Linked DNA regions of Macaca fascicularis: region 1 is linked to region 2. A link is a contact called in public Hi-C data. All regions are on one chromosome and are shown on one strand. Each heading gives the region's core, a stretch centred on a gene start, on an enhancer-like site or on the middle of the called end of the contact. The rest is flanking DNA. Distances are from core to core; before and after follow the strand shown.

Region 1 (5,315 bases), core at 1,419-3,918, 64 kb before region 2:
AGCCCACGTTGGCCGGGAAGCAGCCCCACGGATACATTAGCAACCTGTTTCCTCCCACAGCTTTCTGCTTTCATAATGGAGGCCATCCCCAGAGCCCCTTCCTGAACTCAGCCCTAGCAACAGCAGATCCCCAAGTGGCTGGCGCCTCCTCCATTTGAATTAAGACCCCAGCCTCAGAGTTCTGGAAGAGGGCTCCTGGCACCTCTGATTCTCTAAGCAGGTGTCCTGAAACTGTCTCACTCACTCACATACAGGCACATTCTCCAAAGATAAAGATAACACTGACTACAAACAACTGAGGACTCTGCCTGAAGTAAAAGCAATCAAGTGACAAAGCACTGGAGCTTCACAGAGGTAGGGCATGGTCCCCAGGCTGGGCCAGAAATAGCCCTGATCTGCTGCCCTCATTGGATCCTAGGACTTTGTCCCTTGGGCTGTGCCCCCTCCCCTCAGCCTCACCTGCCTGCTTGTAACTGGGCATGACAGGAAGAGCCTTGGCTCTGGGTTCTGCCACTCCATCACTGCCAGCTGTATGCCCTGGGAAGCCACTTTACCTCTTTGAGCCTGGGTTTCCCCATCTATAAAATGGGGACAACAATCCCATTTCACTGGGTACTGGGGTGGGGGAGGGGAGATCAAATGAGAGACTGTTCATGAAAATGCTTTGTATATTAGAGGATTTTTTTTCCCAATGTAAAGAAGGCCAAAAATAAGGCCTGATGACTAAACTAGCATATGAACTATCACATTCTGGGGGTGGGGAGTGTCTTCCTTGGAAGTGATAGAAATTTGCATTGAGTGCCTGGTATGGATCACCTGACTTAATGCTCCCGCTAGTCCTAAGCCGACCCTGGGATTCAGAGAGGTTTAGTAATTTTACCATTATCCCGCAGCTCGTAAGTCTGGAGCTAAGCCCCTTCCTCTCCTTGGCTGGGGGGCTTTCTGACAATTTAGGGTGCTAGTCTCCAAACTCGCCTGCTGGTGGAGCTTGTTAAATGATCCATTCTGGCTTCCCAGTCTGCACCCCTTGAATGATGGATTGTATCAATCCAGGTATTTATTGAACACAAATTATGTGCCCACTATGAGGGAAGAGCAAACAAAGTAGGTATAGCACCACCCTTAGGGAGTGGGGAGTAGCAGCAACCCTCCTGGGGAGAGGTCCCCAGAATCTGGATGTGTACCCAGAGACTTATATGATCAGGCCAGTGTTTGGGGAATGGTGGTTTATAAAATGAGAGGCTGGGGCGGGGAGTGGGGATGCTCTGAGAACCTGTCCACACTACTGACAGCCTCGATGGGCTCTGTGGCACTCTTGAGCCCTGGGGTGGCAACTGCAAGGATTTACTATCCATGGTCACAGATCTTCAGGCCCTGTGAAGCATCTAGATCCCCGCTCTGAATTGGCCAACTGGGCCAGGACCGGGAGTCAAGAAGGTTTCCACTATTTTTTTTTTTTTTTTCTTTTTGAGTTGGAGTCTTGCTCTGTCACCCAGGCTCCAGGCTGGAGTGCAGTGGCATCATCTCGGTTCACTGAAACCTCCGCCTCCCGGATTCAAGCAATTCTCCTGCCTCAGCCTCCCATATAGCTGGGATCGCAGGTGTGCGCCACAACACCCAGCTAATTTTTGTAATTTTAGTAGAGATGGAGTTTGGCCATGTTAACCAGGTTGATCTCGAACTCCTGGCTTCAAGCGATCCACCTGCTTCAGCTTCCCAAAGCGTTAGGATTAGAGGCGTGAGGCAGTGCGCCCAGCCTGGTTCCCGCTTTCTTTACTTTTCTTTTTTTTGAGACGGAGTTTCCCTCTTGTTGCCCAGGCTGGAGTGCAATGGCACAATCTCGGCTCACTGCAACCTCCGCCTCCCAGGTTCAAGCGAGTATCCTGCCTTAGGCTCCCGAGTAGCTGGGATCACAGGCACCCACCACCATGCCCGGCTAATTTTGTATTTTCAGTAGAGATGGAGTTTTGCCATGTTGGTCAGGCTGGTCTCGAACTCCCAACCTCAGGTGATCCGCTTGCCTCGGCTTCCCAAAGTGCTGGGATTACAGGCGTGAGCCACCGCACCCGGCCCCCACTTTCTTAAAGAACACCCAACAGCTGTGTGTTACACGCTGCGGCTGCGGTCAAGTGTGAGGGCTGGAATTGCTGACTGCCAAGTTCTGGGTCTACTGAAAATAGCTGCCCAGCCTGGGAGGCCCAGTTCAGTCCAGGTGTGGGTCCCGCTTCACCTCCAGAGCAGGGGCAGCCGGGAAGGGTAGAAGCAGCCTTTGGAGAGGGGTCTCGGCAGCGGTGTGGGGGCAAGATGAGGGCTCCTCTTAGTCCTGGGGTGCAGGTTATTGTAGCTAAAGGGGAGGTCTCAGACAGTGGGGTCTGACTCCAAGGTAAAAAAGGAGCAGCAACCAGGAGGCCTGATGCGCCGCGCACCCATCGCAAGCATGGGCAGTGCGTTTAACACTGGGCGCCTCACTTTTTCTCCTGTGAAATGGGCGCAGGCTGGCCCCAGCCCAGTGCCAGGAGGGGGAGCCCCGGCGCGCAGGCAGAAGACAAAGGAAAAAGGCTTGTTTGCAAACGGGGAAGCGGCGGCGTGGTGCCGGGAGGGGCGGAGCGGGGCCGGGGGAGGAGCCCGCCTGCCGCCTACCAAGCCCAGTGGTCCTGGCCGTGCGCCGGAGGCGGCGGCGGCGCGGCGCAGCGCAGCGGCGACAGTAAGTGCGGGCTGGCTCGGGCTCTTCCGGCTCCGGTCCCGGCACCCCCCAGACTCGCGCTCAGCGACCTCCCTCCCGGGCCCTGGGGACGGCTGCGGGCTGCCAGGGGAGCCAAAGGACCCCACCCCCTCCGTGGTCCCTTCCCCACCGTCCCTCCTCTCCCTCCTTGCTCTCTGCCACCCCTCTTTCTGGGTCTCTGTCTTCTCTTCCTCAAATCCTCTCTCCCCTCCTCCTCCTCCCTGAGACTGGACCTTACTGCCTGTATGGTGGGGGCCTGGTATGGACCTGTCGGCCCGAAGTATCCAGTTGCTGGCTGGTTCTCTCGGTCCCAGCTGCCCGGCCTGAGGCTGGGGCTGTTTACACCGCAAAGCCGGTTCTGCAGCGGCCAGTGGGCGGTGCCCTGCGCTTCCCAGTGCCCTCCCACAGGTTAGCCCTACCAGCTCCCCACCCCGGTGCACAGCCCAAGAAATCGAGGCACAGAAGGGAGAGCCACCTAGCCAGAGTCAGGAGCCTCCTTGGAACCAGTACCTAGGCTTCCTGGCCCAGATGAGGTTTTGCCGCGGCCCCAGCAGTGCCTGCCTCCTTGTGCAGGGCTACCTCTCTATGCATGGCCGGGCTCCTGCAGGTGACCCAGGAGCACGTTCCAGGCCACAGCCAGCCTGTTTTGGGGAAGGTTGGGCACTTCCTTGCCTGCTTTTCTCTTTCTTTTTTAATCCAGAAGTCAGCAGCTAGCTTTTGTAAAGACTAATAAGACTGCTCACTCCAGTGCCCTGGCCTGTGACCCTGGTTAGAGAAAATTCCTGGCTCCTTGTTCAGAAGCTCAGTCAAGGCTGAATGGTCCTTGACAAATAGACGCCAGGTACTGAGAAGGGGCCCTAGCCAAGTGTGGTCCTGAGTGACAGGGCTGGTGGTCCTTCTAGCCACAGGTAGCTGGAGCCTCTGGGAAGAACCACTTGTGGTTCTCTCTTGTTCTATGTGGGTGGGTCATGATTATTTTTTACATTTTAAACACTAATTTTTAAAATGTAACAGGTGAGCTTGTTACATTTGTACCATTTTGTGCCAGACAAAATACCATAGACTAGGTGGCTTAAAATTTGTTTCTCATGGATATGGAGGCTGGGAAGGGCAAGATCAAGATGCTGGTTGATTTGGTTTCTGATGAGGGCTCTCTTCCTGACTTGCAGACAGCCTCCTTCTTGCTGTGCCTTCACATGGCCTTTACTCTGTGAGTGGGTACATGTGGAAAGAGATTTTCCACACAGTGAGCTTCCAGACAGTGAGCTTGTTAATGCTAGCCTCCATCCGAATCCAGGCTGGGGAGGGGCTCTGCTAACCAGAGGAGTTTAAAATAGACTTGCTGGCTGGATGCATTGCACTTGGGCATCCAGTGGCCTCCCGCCTGCCGGCTCCAGGGTACATGCTACCCCAGCAGGGGAGAATGTCCTGGTGGTGCAGAGTCCATTCATTCAGCAAACATTGACAAGGGTGCCTTCAGTGTGCCTGGGCCCCTCCCCACTCACTGACTTCAACGCTTGCAGGAAGGATGCTTGTACTTGGAACCAGCAGACACAAGATTCCCATTCCCAGCCAGTCCTCCCCGGTGTGCTGAGGAGTCCAGCATGGTCCCCAGTCAGCTTGGCTGTGTAACTTCACTCTTGCCATCTGCTAGTTTTGTGACCCTGGGCAAGTTACTCAACCTTTCTGAGCCTCAGACCCCTCATCTGTGAAATGGGTCTTAGAGTAGTACCTAATATATTAGGCTGTTGTCAGCCTCAAGTGTGACCTCTGTTAGGCACAGACCTTGGCATTTGTGATTACTGGACTTAAGTTTAGCTATTGGGAGTTCTTTCTATTTGAATGTGGGACATAGCAAGTGCCTTCCAGACCTCAGTCTTTCCATCTGAAAAAAGAGAGCAATGTTTTTTGCTCTAATTCCAAGGGATGCTCTGAGGTTCTCCTGAAATAGTGGATAAGGTTCTGCACCCACATGAGGAGGTATTCCCATCCCACCAGGGAATAAAGGCCCCAGTCTTCTTGGCACGATGCTTTGAGTTAGGTTTAGCCTCCTATAGAAATCAAGATGCATTTATTTATTTATTAGTTTATTGGGTAGGGAAGAGGCTACTGCAGAAGGGACTCTGAAGTGTCCCATCCTCAGCATTACGGAGACATTTCTCATTTAACAAGCTGCTGCCACATCCTAAGTGCTATCTAGAGCAAAGAAGCAGGCATGCTACTTTACAGCCAAATCCAGCAGCCAGCCAGCCATGCGACAGGCCCAGGATGCCAGGGAGATGCTGACATTTGTTCAACAGCTGCTTACAGGCCAGGCATTGCCAGCCAGTTGCAGTTGCATAACTATCATAAAAATGGCTTCCCTGGGTTTACATTTAGGGAAATTGAGGCACAGAAATATGGTAACCTGCCCAAGGACATGTAGACAATAGTTGCTGGTAGCCCAGGCTCTTCCATTTGTCTTAGGCGCTACCATAGATTGAAAGTAGCTGACTCGGCCGGGCGCGGTGGCTCAAGCCTGTAATCCCAGCACTTTGTGAGGCCGAGACGGGTGGATCACGAGGTCCGGAGATCGAGACCATCCTGGCTAACA
Region 2 (5,592 bases), core at 64-2,563:
TTGATACTGACAGAACTATTGCTTATTAAAACTACTATGATGATTTGCCCACTAACCTCCACTGGGCCCTCAGTAGCTGTCAGGCACCTGGCTAAGACTGAACATCCTGTTGTCAATCCTTACAGGAAGACTTCAAGTGAAAATTGCAGGCTCTGGACTTGACTACCCTGGGTTGGAAATCTGGCCCTGTAGAGCTGTGTGTCAGAGCAAATCAAATTCTTCCCTGAGCCTAGTTCCTCATTCATTATACCCATTATACTAAATGGGCGTAATAACTATTATACCTCTTAGACTTCAGCATTAGAACATTTATCAGGGGTAGGAAGTAAGCAACCAATAACAATATCACTTATTATTCACTGTTGGTATTATCAGTACCAGAAGAGCAAAGAAGCTTCTGAAGTTTGTCCACCTTAAACAATTAGATATAGAAAATATGACTAACTATAGAGTTTATTCAAGCCCAAAGCTTGAGGATGGCCACCCAGGAGCATAGATTCAAGTTTCCCTGAATGTACATGCTGAGTAGCAGCAGTTAGAAGTGGGTTTGTTTGTGTGTGTGTGTGTGTGTGTTTTGGGACGGAGTCTCCCTTTGTTGCCCAGGGTGGAATGCAGTGATGTGATCTCAGCTCATTGCAAACACCACCTCCTGGATTCAGGCGATTCTCCTGCCTCTGCCTCAGCCTCCCGAGTAGCTGGGATTACAGGTACCCACCACCACGCCCGGCTGATTTTTATATTTTTAGATTACAGGTACCCACCACCACGCCTGGCTGATTTTTATATTTTTAGTGGAGACGTGGTTTCACCATGTTGCCCAGGCTGGTCTCAAACTCATGACCTCGCCCTCCCAAAGTGCTGGGATTACAGACGTGAGCCACCGTGTCTGGCCCTGTCTTTTCTCAGTCACTTGGCCCAATGTCACAGAGCTGAACCAAGTTGGTTAGGCTGAGGGATAGGTCCCGGAGTGCTCAGATCTCCGGGCCTCAAGGCCCAGGCGGGGGTGGCACGGTAGGGGCTGATGGGGAGGTGCCCAGGCCACCGGCAGATGCTCCCGGAAGATGCTCTAAGCTGCCGTTCGGTATTCCCTGGGATCGGGCTACCTGGAGACTCCCAACGGCGGTGACACACCAAGCGGGGTGTGTCGAATCGTCAGGTCCGCAAAGCCACCTCGTTTAGCAACTCACGGCTGTGCCGGGCCCGCCACGCTCAGCGCGGCCAGAAACAGCTCCTAAAGCCAGGGCCTGGACCGCCCTCGCTGGCCTCTGGCAGGCAAACGGCCACACGCCACGAAACAGATGGTCGCGAGCGGCTTCCGGGAGCCGCGGGGCAGGCCGGGAGCCGGGCCCTACAGCCAAGGCCCGCGCGGGGGCCCGTTGGTAGTTACCCGGCAACGGGGTGGACGCCCAGTCGAGGGGGGCGGAGCCAGTAGGGCTGGAAGAGCCAGCAAGAAAGCTCTAGGGAGAGGCGACCTGCCAATTCCGGAAGCGGCTTTTTGTTTTGTCCCCAGATCACTCTTTCCTACCTGGTCTTGGAGGAAGATCGTGGAGGCAAATGATAAAAAGCAGAAATAAACCAGGGGAGCAAATAATGATAAAAAAAAAGATACTCATATTTGTTGAGCACTTACTGTCGGCCTGGCTCTTTGCAAGGATTATTTAATTTGATCATCTGATTTTGTAGGGAAAGTATGGTTACTGTCCCAATTTGTAAATGAGAAAACAGGAGTTTAGACAGATTAAGCATGTTGGCCAAACTACCTCAAACTAGGGAGTGGCAGAGCTGGAATTTGAAGTTGGGTGGTCCTGAACTCAGGTGGCTTGTTTTCTTAATCAGTCAAACCGTGGACACTCATTTCAGTTCAGCAAACCTAAATCTGTGTTCCTACTAGACCATGTGGGACCAATCCAGGTTTTATGGGGTCTGAAGCTTAGACAATTTGGGGGGCCCTCTTTTGGAAAAAAGAATAAAAAATTGCAAATATAAAATCAGGTATAAAAACAAACTTATTTAGAATGTAAAAAGAAATCACAACAAAATATTCTTGCTAATTTTACAAAAATATACGACCATATGAATGCATAGCTAGGGACTCAACGAAGCCATCTTTGACCCTTAGCTTCCCTTGAAATCCTTCAGATGGCAACTACCTTGCAAGCTTCTCTGAGGTTCTCCTCCCCACCCTGTCTCCCAGCTAAAGGACCTGAAGACCCTAGCAACAGGCTTAATAGGGCTTTTCTGGCCATAGGAGCCATTTTGGCCTGAGTCAACTTGAGTGCCAGAGGGCGAATGCCCTCAGAAGCAGCCCCCAAATACTGATGAACAGGGAGTTGGTGGAGAAATTCCCTAGCTTCCTCATCCCTCAGTTGAGATCATGCTGAGACACTTAGTGGTTCTTAGGGTGTAGTCCCAAACCAGCAGCAATCTGTACCACTTGAGAACTTGTTAGAAATGCACATTGTCAGCCTACTACTAAGCTGTACCTACTGATTCTAAAACTCTAGGGGCTGGGGCCCAGTCACTGGTGTTTCAACAAGCCCTCCTAGTGAGTCTGTGCTGAAGTTTGAGTACGACAGTTCTGCTAGGCTGTTCCCCGGAGCTCCCATTGTCTACAATGGTAACCTACTTGATAACACATCTTATTTTGGTCTCCTTCCCTTTCTTGTCTCACTTCCTCATTCTTCAGCTGGAGCTTCCTGAAGTCACTTCTAACAAACGACTCGCACTTAAATCTTTGTCTGGGATCGGCTTCTAGAGAAACACCACCTCAGATGGGAACAACTGGGGGAGGTGTCATTGCCCAATGAAGCTGGCTTCAAGGAGAATGAAATGCTCTGCTAAATCCTTTACTCTTGTTGTCTGCTTCACCTTCACCATGCCTCAGTTGAGAGGGAGATGTTGCCCCCCAACGGGGAAACTAGGGTTTGGAGGATTTAAGTGGCTTGTCCAAGGATTTGAATCCAGGTCTGCCTGAGTCCAAAAGGTGAGCTCCTTACCAGTGAGGGCAGAGGGTCAGTCCATGTTTTGCTGTCTTGTCATTCCTACTCTTCTCAGAGCAGGCAAGTGTTAAATGAAAATTATAGGAGGCCATTGTTTTGGACTAAGTTTCTGAATTAGGCCGCAACAGACCAGGCTAAAAATCCAAAGGGAGTCACCCATGCTAAAGTTCCATGTCACTAAACCCAAACTAAGTAGTTACCTGAAAAGAGGTAGCAGGCAATTTCCCAAACAGGCCAGTTCAAATCTGAACAGGCACAAGAGTGAATCCCCTCTGCTTTATTCCTTATACGAGAGAAGTAGCGTTGAGTAGCCTGATGTTAATGAATCAGTTATTTTTCTGTCATTCTGTCTCCCTGTCCCCACCTCATGAGGAAAGTGGCTCTGAAGCAACGAATAGGCTCTTTGTTCTTTGCTTCTGTTTCCTTCAGCTCTCTCTGTCTATAAAACCAACTCGCTCTGCTCAGCTTATCGAAACACTTATTCTATTTTATGGAATGAAGTGTTGCCAGATTCTAAAATTGCAATAAAGCCATTTGAGATCTTTAAGCTTAACTTATTGTCATTTTGTCTTTTGATTCAGGGATCCAGTTTTGTTGTGCGGAGTGCTATAGGCTGGACACTTTGGAAAAATCCAGAGTGCACTCTGTGGACACTGCTGGCCTGAAATAGTGGGGCACACTGGCCTGAGAGTTCCCTGGCTCCCAGTGCCTAAGGTCCTTCACCCCATGCTCCCTCAAGGTCCATCCCTACACCCTCCAGCCCACAGCATGTGACCAAGCATGTGCCCTGTAACCTGAAGCTGGAGCCCCTCCTTTCGCAGATACCTGGAAATTGAGCCAGATCTGCATCTGAGGGACACTAGAAGGGTTGGGGAGGAGTGCTTACCCCTGAACTCTGTTCTGTCTCATGTTTGGAGGTCCAGCGTCATTTGATTCTTCAGATTTCCAGCAAACTATAGCTCTCATTCCTTTCCCGCATGCCCTCACCCCAAGGCTTTTACACTTAAGAGGAAGGGCCCTGCCTTCTCTGGGCCCACAGCTCCTGTGGCTTGAGGTTCCTGCTGTCTTGTTAACAATTTTTCTCCCTGTGATGTAGGAACGATGACTGTGTTAACAGGTTGGGGGGTGGTTGGGGAGACACTAACAAGATGACAAACCTTGGTCTTTGGCTCTGCTGCTGACTTTGAGCGAGTCCTTTTTTACCTCTCAGAGCCTCATTATCTCATCTGTAAAGTGGGGAGTCCTGCTCCCCTCCCCTGAGGTTGTTCTAATGAGGCCGTGCTCATAGTAGGTGAATAACATGGGCACGCACAGTGATGGGTGCGGGTTGCAATTGGGACTTCCCTCTGTTCCCTCCATCACAATTGATGAGGGAATTTGGGGCTGGTCTTGACTTTTCCAGGACCTTGGTCTCCCAGTAGGTTGCTGGTGATGCTCAAAAGGTAGGGGTCTCTCCCCAGGACTCTGGCAGCCTGCCTTTCCGGGAGGAAGGAGACAGAAAGGGTTACTTTGGTAATCACTAGGCTTAAGGATGTCCCAATGCTTCACCCTGTCCCAAACCGACCCCCCACTCCCACCCTCAAGTCTAAAGTGGATCCCTCTACAATAATATCATCATGCCATTCACTCTTCCTTTGTGGCACTTATTATAAGTGCTAATTACTTATCAATATCTTTTTTTTTAAACAAAACTTTATTATGAAAAGTTTCCAACATTTACCAGAAAAACCCAAAACAGAACAGTATCACAGACTCCATATACCTATCACTCAGCTTCAACAATGATCAACTCGAGGTCAATCTCATTTTATCTCTACCCCTACTCACTCCTGCCTCCTAGTATTAATTTGATGCAACACATCTGTAAATGTTTTGGTAGGTATTGCTAAAAATAAGGGCTCTTCTGTAAAATATAACCACAAATACATGTCATTATACATTTATCCAAACCCACAGAATGTACAACTCTAAGAGTGAACCCTGATGTGAATGATGGACTTGGGATGACGATGATGTGTCAATGCAGGCTCATTACTGTATCAAATGCTCTGCTGAGCTGGGGGATATTGATACTGTGGCAGGCTGTGCACAACGTGGGGGCAGTCTCTGTACCTTCTTCTCAATTTTGTTGTGAACTTAAAACTACTCTGAAAAAAGTTAAGTCTTAAAAAGTAAAATCAAAAGAGCAAAGCTCCTGTTATTAAAACTAAAAAATGAACAATAATTCTTTGGTATGTGATTACTGTTAAATGTGTATCTCCCTCCACTGGGTTGGGAGCCTCATGAGAGCTTGCGTGAGGCCTACTAGGTCCTTGGTGAGTAATTGTTGGATGGATGGATGAATGGATGGGTGGACAAAGGGAGCTGGGAGCCCACTTTGCTTTCCATGGATGCTGTCTGATCCCTTCAACACCGGGGTGTGATCACTGCCTTGCAGGTCCACAGACTCTCTCATCCTCTCAGATGTGAGCACCACCAGGGAGCTGAAAACCTTTCTCAGTTTTTTTTCGCTCCTAACCTGCCTTCCACAGAATCAGGCAACAAGTCACTAATCCTCTCCTGTTGGTTGCAGCCTGCTCCCACTGTGCAGCTA

What was found. A called contact is a pair of places that touch in the nucleus more often than the background predicts.
Region 1: a Hi-C map of liver shows a contact between it and region 2, with 1.6 times the contacts expected there. The contact joins the promoter of SLC29A3 here to the enhancer-like site in region 2. A contact is called at or near these places in 2 of 2 Hi-C or Micro-C datasets (liver and skeletal muscle).

What each region holds. Positions count from the first base shown.
Region 1 is chr9:75,097,477-75,102,791 of T2T-MFA8v1.1, reverse strand. SLC29A3 (solute carrier family 29 member 3) reads left to right here and starts at 2,668. Exons shown (of 7, transcript XM_074001875.1): 1 at 2,668-2,704. The coding sequence starts at 2,704.
Region 2 is chr9:75,031,587-75,037,178 of T2T-MFA8v1.1, reverse strand. It overlaps SLC29A3 (solute carrier family 29 member 3), which reads left to right. Exons shown (of 7, transcript XM_074001875.1): 7 at 2,687-5,220. Among named protein-coding and RNA genes, the nearest start is that of CDH23, 19 kb to the right of the region's middle. Within about 2 kb of position 1,313, at least 3 of the 6 cell types and tissues checked have an H3K27ac peak or open chromatin away from gene starts, as enhancers often do. A contact at or near this core is called in liver, where this site is marked.